Regions from separate parts of the Hordeum vulgare genome. Here region 2 is linked to region 1. A link is a contact called in public Hi-C data. All regions are on one chromosome and are shown on one strand. Each heading gives the region's core, a stretch centred on a gene start, on an enhancer-like site or on the middle of the called end of the contact. The rest is flanking DNA. Distances are from core to core; before and after follow the strand shown. Region 1 holds the start of LOC123410152. Region 2 holds the start of LOC123407279 (formate dehydrogenase, mitochondrial).

What was found. A called contact is a pair of places that touch in the nucleus more often than the background predicts.
Region 2: a contact with region 1 is called in a Hi-C map of leaf, with 2.2 times the contacts expected there. The contact joins the promoter of LOC123407279 here to the promoter of LOC123410152 in region 1.

Annotation. Positions count from the first base shown.
Region 1 is chr7H:153,324,204-153,329,558 of MorexV3_pseudomolecules_assembly, forward strand. It overlaps LOC123410152, which reads right to left and starts at 1,546. Exons shown (of 3, transcript XM_045103048.1): 1 at 1,356-1,546. The coding sequence starts at 1,508.
Region 2 is chr7H:153,464,195-153,469,840 of MorexV3_pseudomolecules_assembly, forward strand. It overlaps LOC123407279 (formate dehydrogenase, mitochondrial), which reads right to left and starts at 1,818. Exons shown (of 6, transcript XM_045100381.1): 1 at 1,645-1,818; 2 at 1,306-1,477; 3 at 70-610. The coding sequence starts at 1,713.

The DNA.
Region 1 (5,355 bases), core at 296-2,795:
CCTTGAACTGCTGCTGCCGCCGGCGACTCCGTCCCGTTTACCGCGTACACGGTCAACAGGAGAGCAGGCCTCCGAAACCTCGCCTCTCCGGTTCCTGTACGGGAGAGGGGCGATTAGGTTTTTGGGGAGCGATCACGCGACTGCTCGCCTCCGTCCGTCTGCTTCGTCTACGTCCGCGTCGCCCTCGTCATCGCCATGTCTTCACCAAGCGAAGCTGATCGTCTCCGCGAGGAAGCCGAGAAGAAGACGGCAGAGGATACTGCCTCCGCCGCCGCTGCTGCTGCTACGGCCAACTGGCCGATTGGAGGGTATGACTCGTTTATCCTCTTGTTCGTATTTATTCTAGCAGTACTACTTGTTTGCATAGATGTATCCACTATATGCGTAGTATGTGCTAGGTTAGCTCAAGATCAGTATGTCATTAGTCTAGTCAATGCCATGCTAGTTATTATTTTGTGGATTAATCTACTCGGAAAATTGCCTATTTACTCAACAGATATGTACTCCCTCCATCTGAAATTACTTATCACAAAAATATATACAAATGAATGTATCTGGAATTAAAATATATCTAGATACATCCATTCCTTTAACAAGTATTATCGGATGAACGGAGTATCATTTAGTAGGCTTCTTTTGTTGTGCCCCCAGCTAGTACTATCTCATTTATTTTCATCTGAACCTTGTTGTTTATTTGAACGTCCGGTTTCAGTTGTGGTTGTATCGTGGTTGACTTTATTTATGAAGCGGGGCAAGATGCCTTTTTCTGTAGATACTTCTCGAGATCAATAGTTTATTAGGTCACACTCGGACGTTAGTCCTCTACTTACTTCTTTTCTCTTATGTTATGAGCTTATTTGTTTCTTATATAGTACGTGTATGTCAATCAATAAAAGCAGCCGATAGTTGTATGCACTTTGTAACAATACATTTGAAGTCATGAAACATGCTATGATGTCGCTTGGCATCACAGCTTGTGGGTAGAGCCGCCACTGATACACCGAGATCGAAGATAAGCTTTTTAGCTGATAAATCAGTAGAGGGATTGAACTGGAGAAAGCTATTTGTTAATCGTGAGTTTATATTAAAGAAAACGAGATTAATTTCTGCCGGGACAAAACACAGCATATCTGACGAGCACAATAGTTAGATCATCGAACTGAGCGGCAACATCATGTTTTGGAAGAAAATAAAGTAATGGACAGCTTAGAAATACCCAAAGATACATCAACAAATAGGTTGCGATTGCATTCCCGGATAACTTTTCAGCGGATTATGAACCCAAATTTTATTCTCGCACGCTCAACTACGGATTTGCAAAAAACTTATGAAGTATTATAGTATCTTTTACGTACCTGTGAGGCGTCCAGCTGATAGTCTTGGGGAAGCAGAGACGTGAGCTTGGAGCACAGATCTTCCACCTCCGTGCTCCCACTCGCCTTCCTCCCCGCATCGTTCCTGCCGAACGCCATGTTCGTCGCCCCTCCGTCTCCTCCCCTTCTCTTCATGCTCGTGAAGCCAACTAGACTTCCCTTCTTGAAAGACCCAGACCTCTCTTCTTATAGACCCATCGATTTGGCGTATGCACATGCATGAAACATGACAGTGGGGCTACCGACCACTTGTGCAACTAGCCAGGCCGCTAAGGTTGCATGGACTATGTGATTTGGTGCTTGTGGCCACCTGTGCAATTGAATTTACACGGATAGGGACGTAGAATGTTTGTCATGTATCTAAGTTTTACTTTTCACGGCCACTGTATAGTTGCCTTCCCCATTTTCCATTGTCCAAGGTTTTTAGGCTGACAAGTTTTTTTTTTTTTTTTTTTGAAAAGGAGGATGACACCTGTCTCTGCATCTGGACGATACATGCAGTTAATTTATTAATTATTCGTAAAGACCTTATAAAATAATACATCAGTATGCATGTCTGACATCTTTGCAACATTTGTCGCTAATTCTAACCACTTGATGAAGGGGTGCCGAATGTTCGAGGCGAATACCAAGCAAGACCTCGCAGGAACGGCTAACATCTAAAACCGAAGGTCCAACCAAGCTTCTTGTCGAGTCTGGGGTACACACAGGTCTGGCGCACTCTGAGAAGCCGCCGCTGCCGTCTTCCACCGATCCATTTTTAGAGCAGGCACTCACGCATTGACCTTGCCAGGTCTTCCGTTGAAGCCACCACGGTGCCAGACAACGTCACCTCCCTCCGCATGTCCATCATCATACAACCGTCGTCGATACCCTCCTGCATCACATTGCCGAGACTCCACATCATCAATGTGTGACATGAGACGCCGATCCACCATTAAAACCGTCCACCGATCCCTCGACCCAATGCACACACCAAGGAGGAAACGACACAAGAGCGCCGCCATCATTTGATCAAGGGTTATCCCCTGGAGGCAGGTGTAGGAGTTGGGAGCTTCACCTCGATGACGCCTTTACGAAGGAAACAATGTAAAGGGCGTCACCATCACCGGTGGGTTTTCACCCGGATCCATTGCAAGAACATCCCACTCACAACCTGTGCATCTGCAAGACCACCTTCAAAGCCCCAGAGTTGGCCGTCCAGATCCAGCGATCGTCCACAATCGCACTGCCACCATAGTGTATCCTGATGCTCCGGCCACTGCCGAAGGGCGCCACAACTAGAACATGGAGAGAGGGCTGCCACCCCATCGCGCCATGTCGGAAGAGACATTAGGATGAATCCCAAGCACACTCTTCACCGTCCCTGTACCGAACAGGATCTGGGGTCGAACGTCAGACCCGCCGGAGCAGCTCCGTCTTGGACATGGGTACACCCATGCTATGCAGCCGAGGATGATCTGGGCCTCACTGTCCGCCACCGCCCGGGGCCGCCACCAGGGCCGGCCCAAGGGAGGGACGAGCGGGGCGGCCGTCCCGGGCCCCCCAAAAGTTAGGGGGGCCTCCCAGGTATATACTTAGGCATACAGGTCTTCAGCGGCAACACTCGAGCGAATTTATTTTTGAAGCCAATCTCAGCGGCAGCGCTCCTGCTAAGTCTAAGAAGTAAAACTGTAAAAGTAGATACAATGGGTGTGGCCATGTTTGCAAGCACTTGGAGACTGTTGGGTAGGAAAGGAATCGTTCGATTCACTAATCATGATTTCCTACCCCTCAAAAAAAAACAAATCATGATTTCCTCCTGTAACTTCAGACCGTTCGGTCTTTCCCTGCCCTCTAGGCTCTTGCTAAATGAACGACTCAATGACTGCGGCGGCAAGTATGTCTCGTTGCACTCTCTTCCCTAGCATATTCTTCTTCCTGTTTCTTTTCTTCTAATCCCGATTTCCAAATTCTCAAACAGGTTTACAGGAAATTGTTGATAAGGCGTTGATGTGATGCAGATTTCTATTTTTTGCGGATGATGTGGTATAGATCTCTTTGAGTGTGGTTCTGGTTTCCATCATGGCTGCTATATATTTTTCAGACGGATTCAACAATGATGGCACATACGGTCTAATTAACTCTTATTTTCTCATTCGCACAATTAGGTATGGTTGACTTCGTAATTTCAGTATTGTTAATTTGATTTATGTGGATATGATGGGAATTAATATTTGAACATATGAATCAATTTTTTCACATGAGTCATATGAATTTACTTATCTATTCTAATTTGTCCGATACTCCTATTTGGGATAACAATCTTACAATTGTCATTAGTTAGTGCAGAAACTAAACTATACTCAAATTTTTATGTTCGGACTATAGATAGACTTACCTTTGCTTATCTATCTAATCTTTTGGTATCTGAACCTACAGTTTACTCCAATACTTATAGTAAAGCTTGAAACTAAATATGGCATTTTGCATTTCTAAAGAGACCTTATGATAGCCACACACACAAATTTCTCTACTTTTTTCATACCCCATTGTTTTAGTGTTTAGGTTAAAGGCCCCGTGTTTTAGTGTAGCCTGGCCCCCAAAAATCTTAGGACCGGCCCTGGCCGCCACTCTGACATTTGTCGCGGCACGATGAGGCGACCATCCCGACCAGGCCATGACCGGAGGCCACCACCGCATGAACCCGGCTTGAATTGCCCGGTGCTCCACGGCGTCCTGACCATGCCGTCACCACCGTCCTACCATTAAACGGCCATGCCGCCGCCCACAGCAAGCCACGTCACTGCCAATATCCAGATCGATCACGCCTCCTCGCGGGATGACATCCGCCCCACCTCCTTCATCATGAGTATGGAGGGGATCCCCGCCACTGCTATCTGACATCGGGCTTAGCCTGATGGCACCCTCCGACAACAACGGAGGGAGAGGAGGGTGGAGGAAGGAGCGTGGCGGCTAGGATTTGGGGGCACTTGAGTCGTACAACATTTCAATTCAGCCCAAACATAATTATTTTATGGTGAAATGAAGGCCCGATGCCAATTCATCGGTGAAATGGATCATGGCTCGAAGTGTCCTTGGCTCGGGGTTTGACGATATGCTTCCCTCCTCCCCTATACATGCATGTGACGGTGGCGCTATCTCGATCATTTCTGCTTGCTCACAGGGTTTGGTGCTTCTCGGCCAGGAGCGAACCTTTCCGAGGATAGACCGGTGGGGGTGTTGTGGCGAATTTCGATGGTTTCATTTAGTAGACATGAGATAATTTTTGGTTTGTTGTTTTAGTCTATTCTAGTTATAGTTATGTCACTCTTGTGTTTTTGCTTGGCGACACGTAGGCTAGCGGCTTCCAGCAGTGCATTCCTTGTTCATTGTTGGCAATATAATGTCCGCTTGTGCAGTCTACTTTCTTTTATCAACCGTGTAAGAGAGGTACGTATCTCAACACCTTGTATTTTCTTTTATCAACCGTGTAAGAGAGGTACGTATCTCAACACCTTGTATTGTTTGACAATTGGGATGTTTCCACAAAGTGGCACCAAAGACTATTTTGTGATTATCTTATGCCTTCATAGTTTTATGAGTATGGCGGACATGTGCCCGTCAATGGTATAACTTATGAGTGAATAGGGACGGAGCTCCCATGTAGGCAATGCTTTTAATTGATACGAATGGTTTTAAAAATTTCTTAGTTAATTTTATATTAATCAATGTTTATTTTGTTTATGTTATGTGGACCAGCCCATCAAACGTGGTCCCTTAATTAGAGTCATACTCACTAAAAGAAATATGTTCATACATGACGTTTTTCAAGATGTCGTTGATGAATTCGTCATAAATCTATGACGATTTCATCCGAGATTGTCGTAAGCCGTTTGAGGGGATCAAATCTACATATAAATTACGACGAGGTGAGTCAAAAACGTCGTAACCGCATAAGATGAGATCGTCATAACTTTTACGACGATTATAAAAATGTCGT
Region 2 (5,646 bases), core at 568-3,067, 140 kb after region 1:
CAAACAGAATTTACAGAACTGTATATTATTATAAGATAATGGAAAAGAACGAGTCTGATGAATGGAAACCTAGTTTTCTCAGTAAGAGGTGTGTTGATCACAACGACATCACACTTTGGAAGCATAGCATCCAGGTCCTCTTCAAATTTCGCCCCAATTTCTTTCTCAAGCTCTGGGTTGATCTGAAGTCTGTCATGGTAGAGCAGGTTGCAGTTGAAGGGCTTCAGGCGCTGAAGTAAGAGCCTGCCAATACGACCTGCCCCGACAGTTCCGACGGTCTTTCCCTCAAGATCATAAGCCCTATGGGCAATGCCTGCAACATTCCATTCACCTTTAACGACCTGTTGATAGCCAGGCAAGAAGTTCCTGAGCAGAATCAAGATGCGCATGAGCTCATCTTCTGCCACAGAGACGGTGTTACTTCCAGTGACCTCTGCCACAGTCAAGCCTGCAGCAGCAGCAGCTGGCAAATCAATATGGTCCGAGCCAATCCCAGCTGTGAGAAGCAGCTCGAGGTTCTTTGCCTTCTTGATCCTCTCTGCAGTAACATAGGCTGGGTGGAATGGGGTGGTTATCAGGACATGCATGTCTTCAATGTGCTTCTCCAGCTCTGGGGACAAGAACAGAAATATTTTATTCACACGTTAAGAGTCAGATAGTAATAATCAGAGATATAAAAGCATCGAAGAAGATAAGTATCATATTAATTTCATTTTACTAACACAAGTCCAAACATATAAGCTAGATTGGAATATATATAGGCATTTGAATTGATCCTGCAGCACAGCTGACATGGTGTGTATACTTCCAGTTAGTTTGGGAAATTGCTATACAAACTAGAAGAAGCAAATCTCCCCTTTCACAATTCACACGGAACAGATGAAAATTACTCTTAGCTGTCATCAGTAAAACGAAAACAGAGTAGTCTATCTGATATACTCATAGCATTACTGACTACACAGTAACCAATATAATTCAGGATTGATATATCAGTTCAGTAAAACACTGCACAGCCAAGTTCCATAGGTGTTTTGACAAGTCCTGCCAAGTTCACTACGCTTTACCGTTTTGAGATTTGTATCTGATGTATAGTACAATATATTCACAAATTGTTCACAGAGAGAAGCACATGAATTGCTTTACAGAATCGTTAACAAATACTCCCTCAGTCCCAAAATAAGTGACTTAACTTTGTACTAACTTTATACTAAACGAGTCACTTATTTTGGAACGGAGCGAGTACTAATAAATTATAGTAGGAAACTGAAAACATGAGAAAAATTGGGTATGATCCTGGGTACTGACCGCTGTTCAACCCCTCCTTGTCGTCGGTGACAATGTAGTGGTGCCCCTTGGACTCGAGCCAGTCGCGTATGCCGAGGGCACCCTCGACGCAGCCGACGAAGTTGGGGTTCTTGTCGGCGTACTCGCCGGCCTGGTAGAACACGCCGACGATCTTCTTGCTGCCTGCAGACGTCTGCGGAACGGGAAGACAGAAATCAAAACACGGCATTCTTCAGAGTCCCGCCAGCCAACCGCGGCACTTCTTCAGCAACCGAAACTTGCAGGAAGCAAACCGAGCGAAAAAAAAACTTCACGAAAAAAAGAAGGGGACGAGGCGAGGAGCGGACGGCATCCACGTACGTGCGCGGCCCTGGATCCGACCGCCCGGTCGACGAGCTGCCTCGCGGCGGCCCTCCACATCGCGGCCATGGAGACGGAGGGATCCCGGCGGAGGAAGAAGCAATCTGCCAATCACCTCACGGGGAACGGCGGACGAGGCAGGGGAAGCGATGGGAGTGATGGCACACAGAGTGAGGGCCGGACGGGACGGGTAGATAAAGCCGCCGCGCCGTCACGCCGACAGGTGGACCGCCTCGGCGCCCACGTGCACGGGCTGCCTGCGCCGCGCGGCGGTGGTGGTCCCGGACGGAAGCGTGAAGGCAACGATGACCTGTGGGCCCGGTTCTCGCTGATGCCCCACGTGTCTGTGTGTGGTGTGCATAGTGGTTTGTTTTGGCTTCTGTTCTGGTTGGAAAATGACTTGGGCCGATGAAAGTGCCAGTAGTTGTCTACTGGAAAAGCGGGCGAGAAGATGCCGTGATCAGTGCCGTGTCCGGCTAGCTAGCGGCTGGTGTGGTGAAGGATCAACGAACCGAAGCACGCTGGGAACGCACATTTCTTGCCGCCTCGGGGATTGTTTATGTGAGTCATGCGTGCATGATCTCGGAGCGGGGGAGTGCTGGTTGGGAGCATTTGCCACCAGCTCCATTTTTTTGCAAATGCGTATCCAAAAGGGACAATTACATTCCGTTTGATTTGCCCTTAAATTTAAAAAACCCTCGTTTCTATTCAAGCTCGTTTGTTCCTCTTATGTTTTTGTTCTTTGACCGTTTGACCATCATTTTAAAAACTTCATAACGAAAGCATATTAACCTAAAAAAATTCAAATAAGATATTAAAATGTTTGGAAAAACATTACATATATTTGCATGTTATTTAAATTCATGACAAAAGTGTTGAAAAGTCCCTATCTCAATTTAAGTCCATATGATATCACCAAGAATAGTAAAATTCAAAAAAAAAAGAAAACAAATTCAAAATATTCTGAATCTTTTTAATGAAAAACATTGAAAATGTGTTGAGTGATTGAAAAGTTTCATCTGGAAATGACATTCATGAAAGTCGTGGCACAAAAAACAAATTGATGCTCCAAACCAAAAGCATTTTGGAGTGTTGATTTTGTTTCTTTTTTGCCACGACTTCCACAAATTTCATTCCCGGATGAAACTTTGCAATCGCCACTAAAAAAAATCATAATTTTTTGAATTTGTTTTCAATTTTTTTTGGGTTTTACTATTTGTGATAACATCATATGAGCTCAAATTGTGATGTGGACTTTTGAGCATGTTTTTCATGGATGTAAATGACGTTCAGATGTAGGTGATGTTTTCTGAATATTTTGATATCTTGTTTGAACTTTTTTGAGTTAGTACGAATTCGTTATGAAGTTTTCAAAGTGACGGTCAAAGGGTCAAAGGGCAAAAGCATAAGTGGAGCAAACAAGCTTGGACAGAAACGAAGGTTTTTTTGAATCTAGGGGCAAATCAAACGGGTGTGACACAACTAGGGGCTCAAATGTAATTGTCCCTATCCAAAAATAAGTACCGAGGCAAGCTACAGACGTTCTCAGAGCTCAGGCACATCCGACCGTCCATCTTGATTTTTAGGCGCATGTCGTCCGTTTGATCTCATGCGTGAAAGATCATGGCCGTCGGATTAAAATTAAACGTTGGAGCAATTAATAGTGTCAAACTGGGATGCCACCACGTGTAATTCTCAAAGCCCGTCGGGGGCATTTCTAAGATTTACCTGTTTGGAAAAAATACCCAATAGTGACAAGGGTGAGACACTCCTGTGGAGAGAGCCTAGCCGCCTCCTCCCGCACTCACGCGTCCGACCCCTTCCTCTATGCCGCCTCCACCCAAACTCTAACCCTAGTTGCTCCCCACGCCACTTGTTGAATCCTTCGCCGAGCCTGCCGGATCCCCGCCATTGATAACCCATAAGTATAGGGGATCGCAACAGTTTTCGAGGGTAGATTATTCAACCCAAATTTATTGATTCGACTCAAGGGGAGCCAAAGAATATTCTCGAGTATTAGCAGCTAAGTTGTCAATTCAACCACACCTAAAAAACTTAATATCTGCAGCAAAGTATTTAGTAGCAAAGTAATATGAAAGTAACGGTAACAGTGGCAAACGTGAGAGTTGCAGTTTCATAGTGATTGTAACAATAGCAACGGAAAAGTAACTTAGCAAGGATCAATATGTGGAAAGCTCGTAGGCAATGGATCGGTGATGGATAATTATGTCGGATGGCATTCATGATGCAACAGTCATAACATAGGGTGATACAGAACTAGCTCCAATTCATCAATATAATGTAGGCATGTATTTCATATATAGTCATACATGCTTATGGAAAAGTGTTGGGGAATGTTGCATGGGAAACAAAAAAATTCCTACGCACACGAAGACCTATCATGGTGATGACCATCTACGGGAGGGAGATCGGATCCACATACCCTTGTAGATCGCTAAGAAGGAAGCGTTAAGAAACGAGTTGATGTAGTGGAACATTTTCGCGATCCAAATCGCCGCGTCCCATGATCCGTCCCGATCTAGCGTCGAACGGATGACACCTCCGCGTTCAGCACACATACAGCTCGATGAGGATCTCCGCCTTCTTGATCCAGCAAGAGAGACGAAGAGGTAGCTGAATTCTCCAACAGCACAACGGCATGGTGGTGATGATGGTGAAGCTACTCCGACAGGGCTTCGACGAGCCGTACCAATCTAGCTACGAGGTGTCACGAAGTAGTGGAGGGAGAGAGGGTTGCACAAAGGCCTGAGGTGCAAAAACCCTCTCAAACCTCCACTATATATAGGAGGAACCAAGGGGAGGGGCGACTTGCCTCTTACACCAAGGAGGAGGCTTCGGTCGACGCAAGGAGGGAGGAGTCCTCTTCCAATTCGGTTTGGTGGAGAACTCCTTCCCATCTTGTCCACCTCCTTCCTTCTCTTTTTTTCCTTTTCCTCCTTATTTTTGCCTTGGCCGAAATAGACTTATTGGGCTGGCCTCATGTGATAGCATGGCTTATTAGGGATGATAGACTACTTATATCAATAAGGAATTCCTTCTTTTTCGGGAGCCCATTCGAACAGAACTCCTAGGTTAAGCGTGCTCGGCTTGGAGTAGTTCTAGGATGGGTGACCGACCAGGAAGTTGATCCCGGGTGCGCATGAGTGAGGACAAAGTGCGCAGAAAAGACTAGTATTGATATGTGGGGCTAGTCTAGATCCCGCGAGGAGTAACGACCGCCGGCGGGTGTGTCTGGGGCATTACAAGTTTGGTATCAGAGCCGACCCTCGCTGTTACACGGATGTTTGTGGACAGGTGTGCGGTCAAGTTGTTCATGACGTTTGTGACCCGTCGTGGCTCACGACATGGTACATGTACTGGACTAGATGCACAGACGTTTGTGCCAAGAGGGAACGCTCATGTGGCCCGACGAGGACGTCAGTTCCTGTGAATGGTGGTGTATGTGATAGCCTGGCTTATTAGAGATGATAGACTACTCATATCAATAAGGAATTCCTTCTTTTCTGGGAGCCCATTCGAACAGAACTCCTAGGTTAAGCGTGCTCGGGTTGGAGTAGTTCTAGGATGGGTTACCGACCAGGAAGTTGATCCCGGGTGCGCATGGGTGAGGACAAAGTGCGCAGAAAAGACTAGTATTGATATGTGGCGCCAGTCTAGATCCCGCGAGGAGTAATGACCGCCGACGGGTGTGTCCGGGGCGTTACACCTCACCAGCCCACTAAGGGCTGGTGCGCCACCCATGGTCCTATTAGGTCCTCTCCCGGGTGTGTGGCCCCTCCCAGTAAAACCCGGAACCCATTCGTCACTCCCGGTACTTTACCGGTAATGTCCGAAATCTTTCCGGAAGGCAAATGCAACAATCCTATATATCAATCTTCGTTTCCGGACCATTCCAGAGACACTAGTGATGTCTGGGATCTCATCCGGGACTCAGAACAACATTCGGTTACCAACATCAATAATTCAACTATACCGAAAACG